3 separate regions of the Zea mays genome follow, and all the other regions are linked to region 1. Evidence: chromatin contacts called from public Hi-C data. All regions are on one chromosome and are shown on one strand. Each heading gives the region's core, a stretch centred on a gene start, on an enhancer-like site or on the middle of the called end of the contact. The rest is flanking DNA. Distances are from core to core; before and after follow the strand shown.

Evidence for each region. Hi-C and Micro-C count contacts between places; a contact is called where the count stands out from the background.
Region 2: a Hi-C map of tassel shows a contact between it and region 1, with 4 times the contacts expected there. The contact joins the promoter of LOC103626442 here to the promoter of LOC100280697 in region 1. A contact is called at or near these places in 8 of 25 Hi-C or Micro-C datasets (ear, endosperm, leaf and 3 more).
Region 3: a contact with region 1 is called in a Hi-C map of ear, with 8 times the contacts expected there. The contact joins the promoter of LOC103626441 here to the promoter of LOC100280697 in region 1. A contact is called at or near these places in 17 of 25 Hi-C or Micro-C datasets (bundle sheath, ear, endosperm and 4 more) and 1 of 3 datasets of contacts at active chromatin or transcription factors (leaf).

Annotation. Positions count from the first base shown.
Region 1 is chr5:61,670,271-61,674,480 of Zm-B73-REFERENCE-NAM-5.0, forward strand. LOC100280697 (cyclin-A2) reads right to left here and starts at 2,172. Exons shown (of 12, transcript NM_001153616.2): 1 at 1,865-2,172; 2 at 560-871; 3 at 143-443. The coding sequence starts at 865.
Region 2 is chr5:61,854,401-61,858,610 of Zm-B73-REFERENCE-NAM-5.0, forward strand. It overlaps LOC103626442 (protein kri1), which reads right to left and starts at 2,525. Exons shown (of 1, transcript XM_008646850.3): 1 at 141-2,525. The coding sequence starts at 2,306. The coding sequence ends at 390. It overlaps LOC100191712, which reads left to right and starts at 3,977. Exons shown (of 13, transcript NM_001137141.1): 1 at 3,977-4,210. The coding sequence starts at 4,053.
Region 3 is chr5:61,836,318-61,840,527 of Zm-B73-REFERENCE-NAM-5.0, forward strand. It overlaps LOC103626441, which reads left to right and starts at 2,345. Exons shown (of 3, transcript XM_008646849.4): 1 at 2,345-3,074; 2 at 3,393-3,473; 3 at 3,646-3,999. The coding sequence starts at 2,345. The coding sequence ends at 3,755.

The DNA.
Region 1 (4,210 bases), core at 922-3,421:
CTAAGGGTGCCAGGCTGCCAGCTGCATTGTGTAACATGTTAAGGTAAGAAAAGCCTTGAACATTATGCAGACTCAGTGTGGCTGTGATGCTAGCCAATTTTTAAAAGCGAATGTTAAAGCTCAAAAACAAAATGGAACTGACCATTCTTTGACACAGAAGGTTCACATTTATCCCTGAGGTTTCTTTCCTCAAAGAATACCTCATGACAAGCACTGTCCCTGTTCCTTTCAACATTCTGCAATGAAAGTGGCCCCCTGTTCTCAAGCAACAGAACGGGTTCCACTCTCTCTGCCAAAATCTTCTCCGCTTGTGTTTCTTCAGCAATGTTCAAAACATTAGTCAATGCACTTCCATTACCAGCTGGTGGTGGTTTTTTAGGAATCTTTTTTGCGCACGGCTTGCTTTTGCTCACGGTTCTTCCAGTCCTTAGAGAGGGCTTTGTCTGAACAAAAAATAGAGTTAACCTTGTCATTCTACTACATTTGCAATGTCAAGAAAACAGTACGCGGCAAGAATTCATTGCAAGATAATGCAGTTATGTTTGGAACATCTTGATACCTGAAGCTTCGGTGCAGCAGCAAAACTTTTGTTAGAGTTAGCATTGCTCAAATTGGTCACATCCCTGAGTACTGTGCGCCTTTTAGGCTGGGGGCCTGAAAGTGCAACACTTGCACTGGTGTTGTCATATGAAGAACCTCGTTTTGCCTTCCCTTGTGCAGTCTGTTTTCGTTCGGTTTTTGCAGGCAATGGAACAGAAGGGAAAGTTCCAAAGCTTCGACGATTTGCAGCAGCTTGAGCTCGCGTGATCCGGCCATTGGATGCTTGACAAGCATTAAGCACAGGGTTTTCTTTTCGCATAGCCATCCGAACCTGAGTGTTGTAAAATAAAAAGACTATGTGACTTCATGCAAGTGGCTTGTGGTATAGTATTGGGGAGTTGAACAAGTGAACAGTACTATGCACTTAGGAATCACGAGAAATGGTGGAAAACTCAACAACTGAAGAGCAAGGTTGTAAAAGTTTCTAACAAAACCTCGTCGGAAAGTTGAAATGAAATCATATTTGTATTCAAGAGATTTAATGTCAAACCATTGATGTATTAAACTTGTAAGTCAGAGGAGGAACAAACAGGCACAGTACAGGGCATACCAATCACATAAACACCACATAGCAGGCCTGTTCAAGTCGGAATCATCTAAACGCATTACTTGCTCATGTTGGAATTCTACAGAAAAAGCATGAGAAACCCACAATTTGAACATAAACAATCCAAGCTCTGGACTGGGCCAGTTGTATTTCCTTTTGTGTGGCAAATCTGCACCCCAATTTTCTTTCTTTTCCTTTTTTAGAAGAAAATTATCTCTTCACACATCGTAAGAAGGATTACCTATTTGGATCTCTGAGGAACTGCTGCGTTCACATTGTGAAATTAAAACGAACGGTGCAACAGTGAGTCCGCGACACATGACAACATCCGGATCAAGAATGCACCATGGTCAGACCACATAATCCGCCGAAAAAGCTCTTGTAATGCGGCAATGGGAACGCGTCGACGATTCTTTGGCACGCTAGACGGTACCGCCAAGCACCCAGCCGTCCAGGATAGGACAATCTCACCAAAAAGAAGCTTTATTCGCAGAAAGAACGAGAATGGTTCGTCCTCGATCTTGGGGCGGTCAAGTCAAGGCCGGCGCAAGAGGGTTTCTTGGCCCCGTCCCAAGCCCCAAGAGTACTCTCCCCTCCAAGAATGACAGCCTAGCCCCCTAGGTTCCTGGAGGCAGCGAGAATAGGAGGAAGAAGCCCGCACAAGAACCCGACGTGAAGGCGGGGCCGGGGATGAAGAGGCGAGGAAGCTAGGCTCACCCTCGGCGGAGGCGTCGTCGATCCGGGGACCCCCGTGCCCCAGCGCCGTAGATCCGGCCGCGATCTGCACGGCGGCGCTGGCGGCGGCGGCGGCCCTACCCCTTGTTGGGTTTTTTCCCGGTGGGGTGGTTGTGGTACTAGTACTAGTACTAGTACTAGTGGAGGGTGGGGGAGTGTGGGAGTAGGAAAGGAAGGAAGGGGAGATGGGGAGCGGTGTCTGGATTTCGTTGCCCTTTTTGGGACGGAGAGGTGAGGGAGGGCGGAGACCGGAGCGGAGGAGCGGAGGAGAGAGGAGAGGGAAAAAATGGATGGACTCGGTGAGGGTTTCAAAATTCGAACGGCCGGTGCTGAATGCGCTGTCCGTTTCCGTTTCCCAGTCTTGAAACGCCAAGTGGTCCCTGGCCCTGGAGATCTGCGTCGCGGCGTCGGCCCGGGTAGGCGGCGGTAGCGTGGGCTACTGGGCTGTAAGGCCAGTAGGAAATATGGTCTCCTTCAAGCCGTGCCAAAGGCCCAACATCAAGTGAACAGGCTCCCAATTAGAGATGGCAATGGGATCCGATTCCACGATTTCCCGCGGTGAATTCCTCTACTTTGCGAACCTCAAATCCTCTTCAGGATTGGAGGGGATTGATTTTCTTCTCCAATCTCCTTCAATCCCGAAGGGGATTTAAGTTTCCAAACTAGCCCTTAGGTGATAGGGGTGGGGGATTTTCTTCCCACATGAGGATATAAACGGAAAAAAAATCTCCCCCGGCGGGTAAACGTGGATAGGGATGGAGAAGCATTCCTCATCCCCGTGCCCCGCAGGGACCCGTTAAACTTATATGTGACAATGTTTTCATGTAATAGTCAATAATAAAAATAAATAATTACCTTGTCAAAAGATCATTGTTGTACAAATATGTTCATTTTAATATACACGTGATGATTTGTGCATCTAATCTAACAATGTATAGAAGTGACAATGTTTGACATTAACAATAAATGAAGTACGATATAATTATAATTTAAACGGGGACAGAGATCTCCGACGGGGGGATTTAACCCTGTGGGGAAAAGGGATGGAGAAAAAATGTCCCAGCAAGTGTTCGTGGGGGATCACCAATGGGAAAAAATTTCATCGTGGGAACAGGGATGGGGAGCTAAAATCTGATGGGGAATTCCTCGTTGCCATCCCTACTGACAATTCAAGCCTGTACTTCCATCGATGGTGTCCTTGAGTACCTTTCTAGCGAGAGAATTCGAAATAGTAGAAGAGATAGCAAATAGGATAGGGGAGATAGCGTAAGACTTTTGGGTGTGAGAGCGTAAGACTCTGTTCTTTAGTGCCAAAGGAGGAGGGAGAACGTAAGACTTCTGGGTGTGATGAAAGTATGAGTAACAAGGGATCTTGGTCACTCGTTGCATTATATTTTTCTTGTGTACTTAAACATCGTGTTAATTTTGTATCAGTGATATAGACTCAGGTCTCGACGGTTGCGAATTCAAGATTATCCGAAGCCTCAAGCCAAATTGTGGTAGAGTGATATCACATTGTTCCTTCGTAGAGGCGATGAGTTCACAACTATCAGCAAAGAAATCACATTCATGAAGCTACAATGAGTCTATAAGATGGAGACCAAGGAAAAGGTCAAGGCCTCAGAGAAGTTTTTTGCCTCAACATGTAATGTTCAAGAGGATTAGAAATACAGATGGCAACATACATGAAATAATTGTGTGCTCGTAGATAATAAACAAGATGGATGTGGATATTGGCGCGGTTTTATATCCGGGGCAAGGATAAGGATAAGGATAGGACAATAGATCATGTGATTATTTTTTAGCGGGTAAAGAAAACAATATACACACCTGCATATCTGCTAAACCCGCTCCATAAGCCTGACATATAGGACCGTCTTAGGAAATATATATACAAAAAATAGGTTTTCACCCATCCAAGCATCTCCCAATTGCCATTCACCGACCCCAATTACTCACCCCCGACATTTCCCAATCCCACCCCACCCATTTAGACCTGATCATGGGCCACCCGACCCGACCCACTTGAAAAAACCTGAATCGATCAATGCGACGGACAGGTACGAGCCATAGTTTTCGACCCACACCAATACACGGGCCTGGTACGGGCCATGATTTTCGAACCAAAACCCAACCCAACCCGAAAAAACATAACCCAATGCCAAAAACTTGACCCAACCCATAAAACCAACTCGTCCAATAGGGACGCACGGGCTAACCCGACCCGATCTGACACTATGCATGGGTCGGGGCGCGGTCCATGCCAAATGACTTGAAAGTCGCCTGGAGGGGGTGAATAGGCGAAACCTGAAGATTATAAACTTTGAA
Region 2 (4,210 bases), core at 1,275-3,774, 180 kb after region 1:
TCATTCAAATGGCACATATTTATTCACAATAACAGTGACATAATTACGATGCAAATGCAACAGAGACATGAGATCATATTCCAATTCATCACCAGGATAAGCGGATAACCTGACCATCCACGAAAGGAGGTGCACAACAGTGACAAGAAAAATTGCAGGGAAATTATATTATATATATATGGTCTACAAATAAAACAATCAAAATCAAAAGGAGGCGCACAACACAATGTCTGCAAAACTATAAGACAACAGATGTTTCTACTAGGGCAACACTAGTTTTGCATCTCCCAAAATAGAAGCAAGGACAGCTAAATCTAAGACTTTCACCTGTCCAATGCATAAAAAGAACAGCAAAATTCCCCAGATGTACTTTGATGAATCTCAGAAGGTCAATGGCTCTTGTGACGCTTTGAATTTATCTTTCCATATGCCTCTAATCGATCACTGGATGGCCTTAGCTCAGACTTGCGACGCTTCCGCCGTTCACTTCTGGTAGACTTTTTCTTGGCATCTGTTGACTCTTGCCCATTTGTCATCCTGTCGTTCTCTGTTTTTGAAGAACTAGGGTCTTCCTCAGACCTAGATTTCTTGCCAGATTTGTCCTTCTTCCCTTCCTTCTTCTGGCCTCCAAGGATCAAATCCTTGCTCTGCTTCTTATGATGTGTAACCTTCCATTCATCCTCTCTGTAAGGAGCTAGCTTCTTAACGGAAACATACTGGTTCAAATCCTTGTCATCTGATGCCAATATATCATAGGTACTCAGACCAAAACTATTGGGCTTAACTTGTTTATACTTGAACCGAGTCTTGATATCTCCAATAGTGTCCTCGTAGTCTAACTTGTAGTACTCTTCCATCTCTTTCTCAAGCTCCACCTTGTCTTTGAGAGAGATCTTCCCTTTTTCACCTTTCGCATCAGTGGCAGTAGACTCTTCTTTTGAATGGTCACTAGCCCAGCCCTTAGGAAGCCCAAGCAATTCGTCTTCTTTGCCAAAATCCGGCTTCTCCAAATCCATCTCCTCACCACTTCCAAACTCAGGATCAACCTCATCAGCCTCATAGTAACTATCATCAAACATCTCCTGCATCTTTTTGTCATAATCCTCCGGATCAAAATCCTCCTCCAAGTCATCAGCACCAAGCTTACAAGCAGCATCTCCTTCAATCCCAGCAATCATTCGGATCCTCTCAAGCTTCTCTGCAATCTCTTTCTTCTTCAAATTCTTGAGATGCTTCAGCTCCTCTGCTTGCTCTTGCTTAACACGGGCCATCCGCTCCTCTTTGCTCTTGCGCTGCTGCTTTCTGCTGCTCTCCTTCTTCCTCACCGAACCTTCAACAACCCTTGAATGTCCCAACACCCGATCCGCCACCACTGCCCCTGATGCCATGGCCTCCTCATGCCGGTAATTATAAGCATGCTCATACTCTTCCTGAATCTCGAGCTCCTCTTCATCTGACAATTCCTGGATATTATCTAGATAGGACTTACTCTTCTCTGTCTCAAGGTACGGCCTCTTAAGAAAAAATTCCTTCAAGAACTTCTCGTTCTCATCCAGCTCCTCATCCTTCCCAAAGACCTCACCAGCAAGGTCCTTTGTCTGCTTCTCCTCCTCGTCCTCCTCCGCTTCGTCGTCAGCTCCTGCTCTAGCCTTTTCCTTCACCTGGAATAAATCGCCATCATCGTCTCCACCATCGCCTAATGCTTCTTTCTGTGCCTCAAGGAAAGCCTCCAATCCCTTCTTCTGCTGCTCGTCATAAGCGATCCTCTCGAACTTGCTGCTGCTCCGGCTGGGCTGCGCTGCGAACTCGGGGCCCTCCTCGAGCAGGTGGCGGGCATTAACGTCCTTGAGGTACAGAGGCTTCTCCTTCTTGGTCTTTTCCTTCTCCTGCTTGGACTCTTCTTGCTTCTTGGCGTCCTCACCTTCCTCGCCGCCTTCCTCCTCCGAGGAGTAGACCTTGGCGTCCTTGTCGAGGATGCGGGGATCGCCGCTGCGGATGCGGCGGATCACCTCGAACATGCGGCGGTCGACTAGGCGCGAGGCAATGGCGGCCGCCTCGTCCTCCTCCTCCGACGACGACTCGGACTCCGACTCGTCGTCGTCGGAGGCGGGGACCAGGCCCTGCTTCCTGCGCTCCTCGAGGCGCTGCAGCGCCTCCCGCCGCTTGTTGTGCTCGAAGCGACGCGCGTACTCCTCGTTGATCTGGATCTTGGAGAGGTTCTCCCCGCTGTCGAAGTCCTCGTCGGAGCCCGACAGGATGTCCAGCGGCTTCTTCTCCATCTCCTTGGACTTCTTCCTCCTCCCCATCTTCTTCAGCGAGCAACGGCTGGAAGCGGCGAGACAACGGCGGCGTGGAAGATGCTCGGGTTAGGGTTTTAATCGATGGAATCGACACGGGCCGAGACTATTATATCTTGCGCGCAACGTTGGTAAACTGGGCTGGGCCTCGTGGAATAGGACGACCCATGGGCTGACAGTACTTCAGAAGCCCAAGTGTAGCAGTACTACCGTGCCGAGCGTTTGCCTTACTCAAAAGAAGAAGAAAATACTAACGTTTGCCTGTCCAACGAAAAAAAACGACCTTTTTTTACGAGGAAAAAACTGACGAGGCGTTTCGATCGGACTTGTGTGGACTGGTCTGGAGCGCGACGCCGACCGGTGCCGAGTGAGATCGCTGTGGCCGGCCCCTCGCGGCCCAGCAGGGAGCAAGTGGCCTCGTGCCCGACGAGCACCTCAGCTTTTGTGTAGCAACTTGCCGAACGCCCGGTCGGCGTCGTGCGTGCGTGACGCACCACGCACCTATAATAATTAACTCTATTATTATATGTTTGGGCGGTGCTCCGTCGTAGGAGCAGCAATAACTGTCAACTGAATTGACACCGTCGGCGTAGTCATTAGCCAAAAAAAACTAAACTTAGGTTCGCCTACAAATACAAAAGCAAAAGCAAAAATAAAAGCAAAAGCAATTTGTTTAGAAGTTGCTGGTTCGCATGATTGATGTGATTATATTTGTATTGACTCACGTACGGCATGGATGTGGTTGAGATCGGATCACGCATCCCATTTGGCATGTGCAAGCAGGATGGATCTCTCGCCGTATGTACAGACGTGCAGTACGTCGTCGCACACGTTGCCTTGAGCTTCGCTCCATTGTCTAAATACTTTATTACAGAGGAAACACATAACACCTATAAAAACTATTAGTTTTATAAAACTTGCCATTCAATAATATCCTAATAATGTTTATTTATTTGGAGTCATATGAGTATGTTCATACCAGTGATCTCTGAATTTGTTAAGAGATGTCGATTAGATTCATAAACTTTAAAATTGTAGTTTTATGTTCTTGAACTGGTTAAATAATATATCATACATCTCTAAGTTTATGAAAATAGTGCATTGCAGGTCTAGATTTGGAACATACAGACCACCGTTATGTCTCATTTAAGTACGAGGAATGTTGCTCGTGCATTTATCTAATGTTATTTTTTAAAATCAATAATACATATTCTCTCCGTTCACATGATTTAGTCGTTTTAATTTGTCATAAGCCAACTATTATCAACTTTGACCGATTACATAAGATATTTTATAAAATTTTACAATATAAAAATAAAACTACTAGAGTCATTATGACTTGAACTACTATAATATATGATTCTTTTAGTTTAAAATAATGTAATCTTATCTATTATTCGTCAAAATTTACATAGTTTGATTTAGAATAATTCTAAAATGACTAAATTATGTGGAGGAAAGGAGTAGAAATTTCAACACATAAAGACACGTGGAGTTTTTAAAAGAAGGAAATACATGACAGGTGAAAACGAAACGATTCTTAAAATTTCCAATAAGTACTCATGAAACTGCGGGGGACAATAGCAAAAACGAAACGGCGACCACATACAAAACAGCGACTCCCTTGTTGCCGGCTATAGCTTTTGCCTCCGTTTCGCTTTGATAAATAAAAGCCATAACTCCCGGCCGTCCATCGCTCGCCTCCCCTCCCTCCCTCCCCGCCGCTGTCTCCGGCGACAGCCAGCCTCATCGTCCATGGCCTCTACATGCCTAGCCCCCGCCTCCCTCTCCACGCCCCTGCTCTCCGACTCCATCGCGCGCGCGCCCGCCGCCAACGGGCACGCCACCAACCACCGACACCACCACCACGACGACAGCGACGGTGCTGCGGCGGTCTCCGTTTGCGACGACGG
Region 3 (4,210 bases), core at 1,095-3,594, 170 kb after region 1:
TTAGCACTTTAGTTGTCTTCTGGCTTTTGCAAAGTAAAAAAAACAGGTTCAAAAATCCTATCAAAGGGATCCTTAATAGGGTTCATATATAAAAGTTGCATGGACATTAAATAAGTTCATACGGTGGAGTGTTAATAAAGAGAGATAATTAAGATAAAGTTTTCACACGAATGGAACAGGTTTTACGAAGACGAAATTTATCTGCGCCGTTTTCGACAAAAGAAGATTCCTAGAAAATAGCGACATAAAAATCTTTCCGTAAGACTGGCCTAATATGATGGACCATTTCTCCTTCGGTATGAAAATAATGCTGGCGGCACATTTCGCCGCTGCCCTGCGCCACCGGCCGGCACATGCACCTGCTTCCCCAACTGAATAGTTGTCATTTCCTTCTGAAAATTCATTTCCTAAATAGTTGTCATTATTCTTACTTCTGAGTACACATTTCTCTTCTTTTTAATTAATACATTTTTTTATTTTTCCAACGCATCTTTTATTCTCTATTTTCCTCTATACCTCTATCCTTGTTTTTCCCCCTATGCATCATAGCACTTTTTGTACTCCTTCTGAAATTCTAATATACACACATTGAAGAAACAATTGCGTGAATGGGTTGGATGTGGCCTAAAAACGTTCGGTCCACACACACTAGCCCGCCCCGCCCCAGCGGTTACTTCTAGCTAGCTAGCACACACACGCGTCGTGGGTTTGGCCGGCCACACAAATTAAAGACACCGAACAAATTTCTTCAACGCTACGCTAGCACTAGCAGCTCTTCCTCTTCCTCTTCCTGAAGACTCGAACTAGTCCATCCAACTTTCAGGCAGAAACGGGTATAGAATACCAGTTGCTTCGCACTAGTCAAATGCTTCACGCGGACCGATCGATCTAGACGACGCTAGCCAGTTTGGTGGCCGCTAGCTAGCTCTTGACCTGTTGTTGTGCAGTATCTACTGCTGCTAGCTTTCGAACGGAGGGAGCAGTAGACTGCCGTAGCACTAGCTAGCAACGTGTGTGCGTATAGTCTTTGGCGACAGACGTGTGTACTCCACCCGGCCGGCAGTCGCACAGTTTCCGGCGCCGAACCTGCAACGATGCATGTAGTAGTAGTACGTAGCAGTACCGACTACCGAGCATCTCATCTCATCGATCTGTCGTTTTCAGCACTACGCACGCACCAACGGGCAAACGGCAGCACAGGATCTGAAAGCGCCGGCCGGAGCCCGGAGGTTTGGGTTTTCGCTTTCGCTTCAAGAGTTCAGATTTTGCCGGCGCCAATAATCGCGTAGGTACGTGACCCACTGCTGCGAGCAGCTAGCGAAGAGAGATACAGAGAAAGCGACGAGAGAGAGAGTTTCTGTTACGTTAGGTCTGAACGGCGTTGATTTGCTGAAGAAGACACGCACGTGATCGTGAATTCTAGCTAGCACTACTGCTGCCGGCTGGTGAGAGTGCGATGCTCCACTGCTTGCTTCTTCGACCAACACTACTGCTACTGCTGTTCAAGCATACATACGACGCTTTATCTTTACATCACCACCGCGAGGAGCGCCTCCCGGCTCACCACCTATCGTCTCCGGTCGCATGATGCATTATCTTAATTACATGGAACAAACGAAGTGTTGACACTCTTAGTGGACCAAAAGTTTAGTATGCAGAGATCTTTGTAGTTAGCAGCATGCATGATGCATTATTCTCTCGCATGGAGCAGGAGGAGGCACGTGTGTGTACGTTGCTAGTCATAAAACCCACATTTATTCGTGACAGTAACAGTGATACCTGGCAAATACTTATCATGTTTTGATTGAGCCAAGTGTATATATGTAAATGGCCCACATGCCCTTGCCGGCCGGGCCGCCTCCGATCATGCGCTGGCTCGGTTGTCGCTCTCCGTAAGAAACATGGCCTGGCCTGGCCCGCGCGTTGGGCCGGGCCCTGCCCGCATCAATCGCAGATTTAGGCATGCATCAATGGAGCCCGTTATTTTTGAGTATGAAGCCACAGCGCACTTCTTTCTCAAATTTATACGTAATTCATTGTGCTTTGTTTTATTATTATTATTATCTTAGATCCATTCGGTCCAGGCTTTATATATGTGCCCTACACAGAGGTGTGATTAGATGTGGTGAACGGTTGTGTTCGTGTATATGTGTGTGGGGACATGTGTGGTGTGTCTGTGCTGTGGTTTAGAAAAGGGAGAGAGACAGAGAGAGAGAGAGAAAACGGACGCAGCGGAATATGAAGAGCAGATGGTGCCGTTGTAAGTGTAACGTGCCGGTTGGCACATGAACGTACGCAACGCAACTGGGCAGCATCACACGAGTCTCCTCCTGTCTCCCACGTGATGAGTTCGCCACGCCCTCGCTGTCGACGTGCCGTTGCGGCCGCGGGGGCGTGCGTGCGGTGCGGCCGTGCGCCACTGCACCCGCCATGCGCGCGCGCGGCCGGCAGCCCGGACAGACAGCGCATAGATTCCGGCACACGGGCGTCCTGCCAACCACCCGTACGTCGTCCCATCCACGCGGCCTCGCTGGCACGCCACCAACCCGGCCCAGCGGACCCGAGGCCGCAGCCGATCGCACCGCCGCGGCGCCATCCCTCCCTCCATAAACTCCCGCCCCCCGCAGACCACTCCCCCTCCCTCAGTAGTCAACCCCAGCGTCCCGCGCTCGCCCGGAAGCACATCAACACCAGACAGCACTACAGTCTACAGCAGCAGGGCACCACCACCACAGCAATGCAGCAGAACGCCGCCCGCCTGCTGGCCGCCGCCGTGGCCTGCCTGGCGCTGGCGCTGGCGCCATCCTCGGACGCGCAGGGGACGGCGGTGCCGTCGTGCGCGGCGAAGCTGGTGCCGTGCACGGGGTACCTCAACTCCACGTCCACGGCGGCGCCCGCGGCGGCCTGCTGCGGGCCGCTCAGGGAGGCGGCCGCCAACGAGACGGCGTGCCTCTGCGCCATGCTGCTCAACAGGGCCGCGCTGCGGGCGTTCGGCGTGGCGCCCGAGCAGGGCCTGGTCCTCGCCCGGCGGTGCAACGTCACCACCGACGCCTCCGCCTGTGCCGCCGCCGGAGGTATAAAGCTAGCTAGATCGCGTGTCGTCTTCCTTCATACCGCTGCCGCCGCTGCTGCTGCTAAGTACTCATTCGATCACAACTGGCTACCACAATGAGATCCAAACCTCTCCAAGATCTGGATCTCATTAATTGGGCTGCTACTAGCAGAATCATGACCTGTCATCGTGTGCCACATCTCCGCAGCAGCTCATCTTGTGATCACGTCTCAGATGATAAGCTCGGATCGCTAGTTAACTACGTACAGTTGTAGGAGCACACACTGTGATGATGCTGAACCTGAAATCCTGAATGATCTCGATCTCATTTCGCTTGCAGGCTCAGCCACTGACGGCAGTACTGCTGCATCTTCAGCTTCCACCGGCAGCGCTTCCTCCACCTCCTCCTCCTCTTCTTCAGGTACTGCTGCCACTTCACTGCTAACTGCTACCACACACAGTACCTATATAAAGAGACGTTCAATACAGATTTTTTTTTCTTGCTCCAAACTTCTGTTTCTGATAAAAAAGAAAGAATACAAGGATACTAGCCCAGTCTTACCTGAACTTTCTGCTGCCGTTCACTTGGTCAGTGGCCAAACCAACAGCCAACGGAGGCGGCGTGGCGCGTCGCCTGAGCATGACTGGCGCGTCCTCATTGCTAGGCTTCAGTTTCATCTGGTGGTGGGCGGTCATGGCGTAGGAGTATCTGCCGTGGCACCGGCGATTTTCCTGGCTGGATCCAGAATTCCAGACTTATATGTACTACTGTTGTGTTGAGTAGCAGGTTTCATTGCTTCTTTTTATATATAGTATGCCCTGTTGTACCACTACCATTGCTGCCGTGAGCAGAACAAGAGAAAAAAATGTCAAGAACGATGCAAACAACCAGACGGAAAGAACGTACTCTCATTTTAAATAATTAATAGATTCATTATGTTTTTATATGTGTCTAGCTAGATTCAACATCATCTACACATAAAACCAAGAGCTAAAATAAATATTATTTTGAGACGGAGGGAGTACATGTTTCGACATCCTGAGCAACTCACCCTGATGTCAAAAACCTGATAAGATCGTGGCAATGCTTCTCCAACATCAGATGAGCAAGTCTATTCGCTTGACTTTAATCTGTACCGGCTTCTACTACTTTTACTT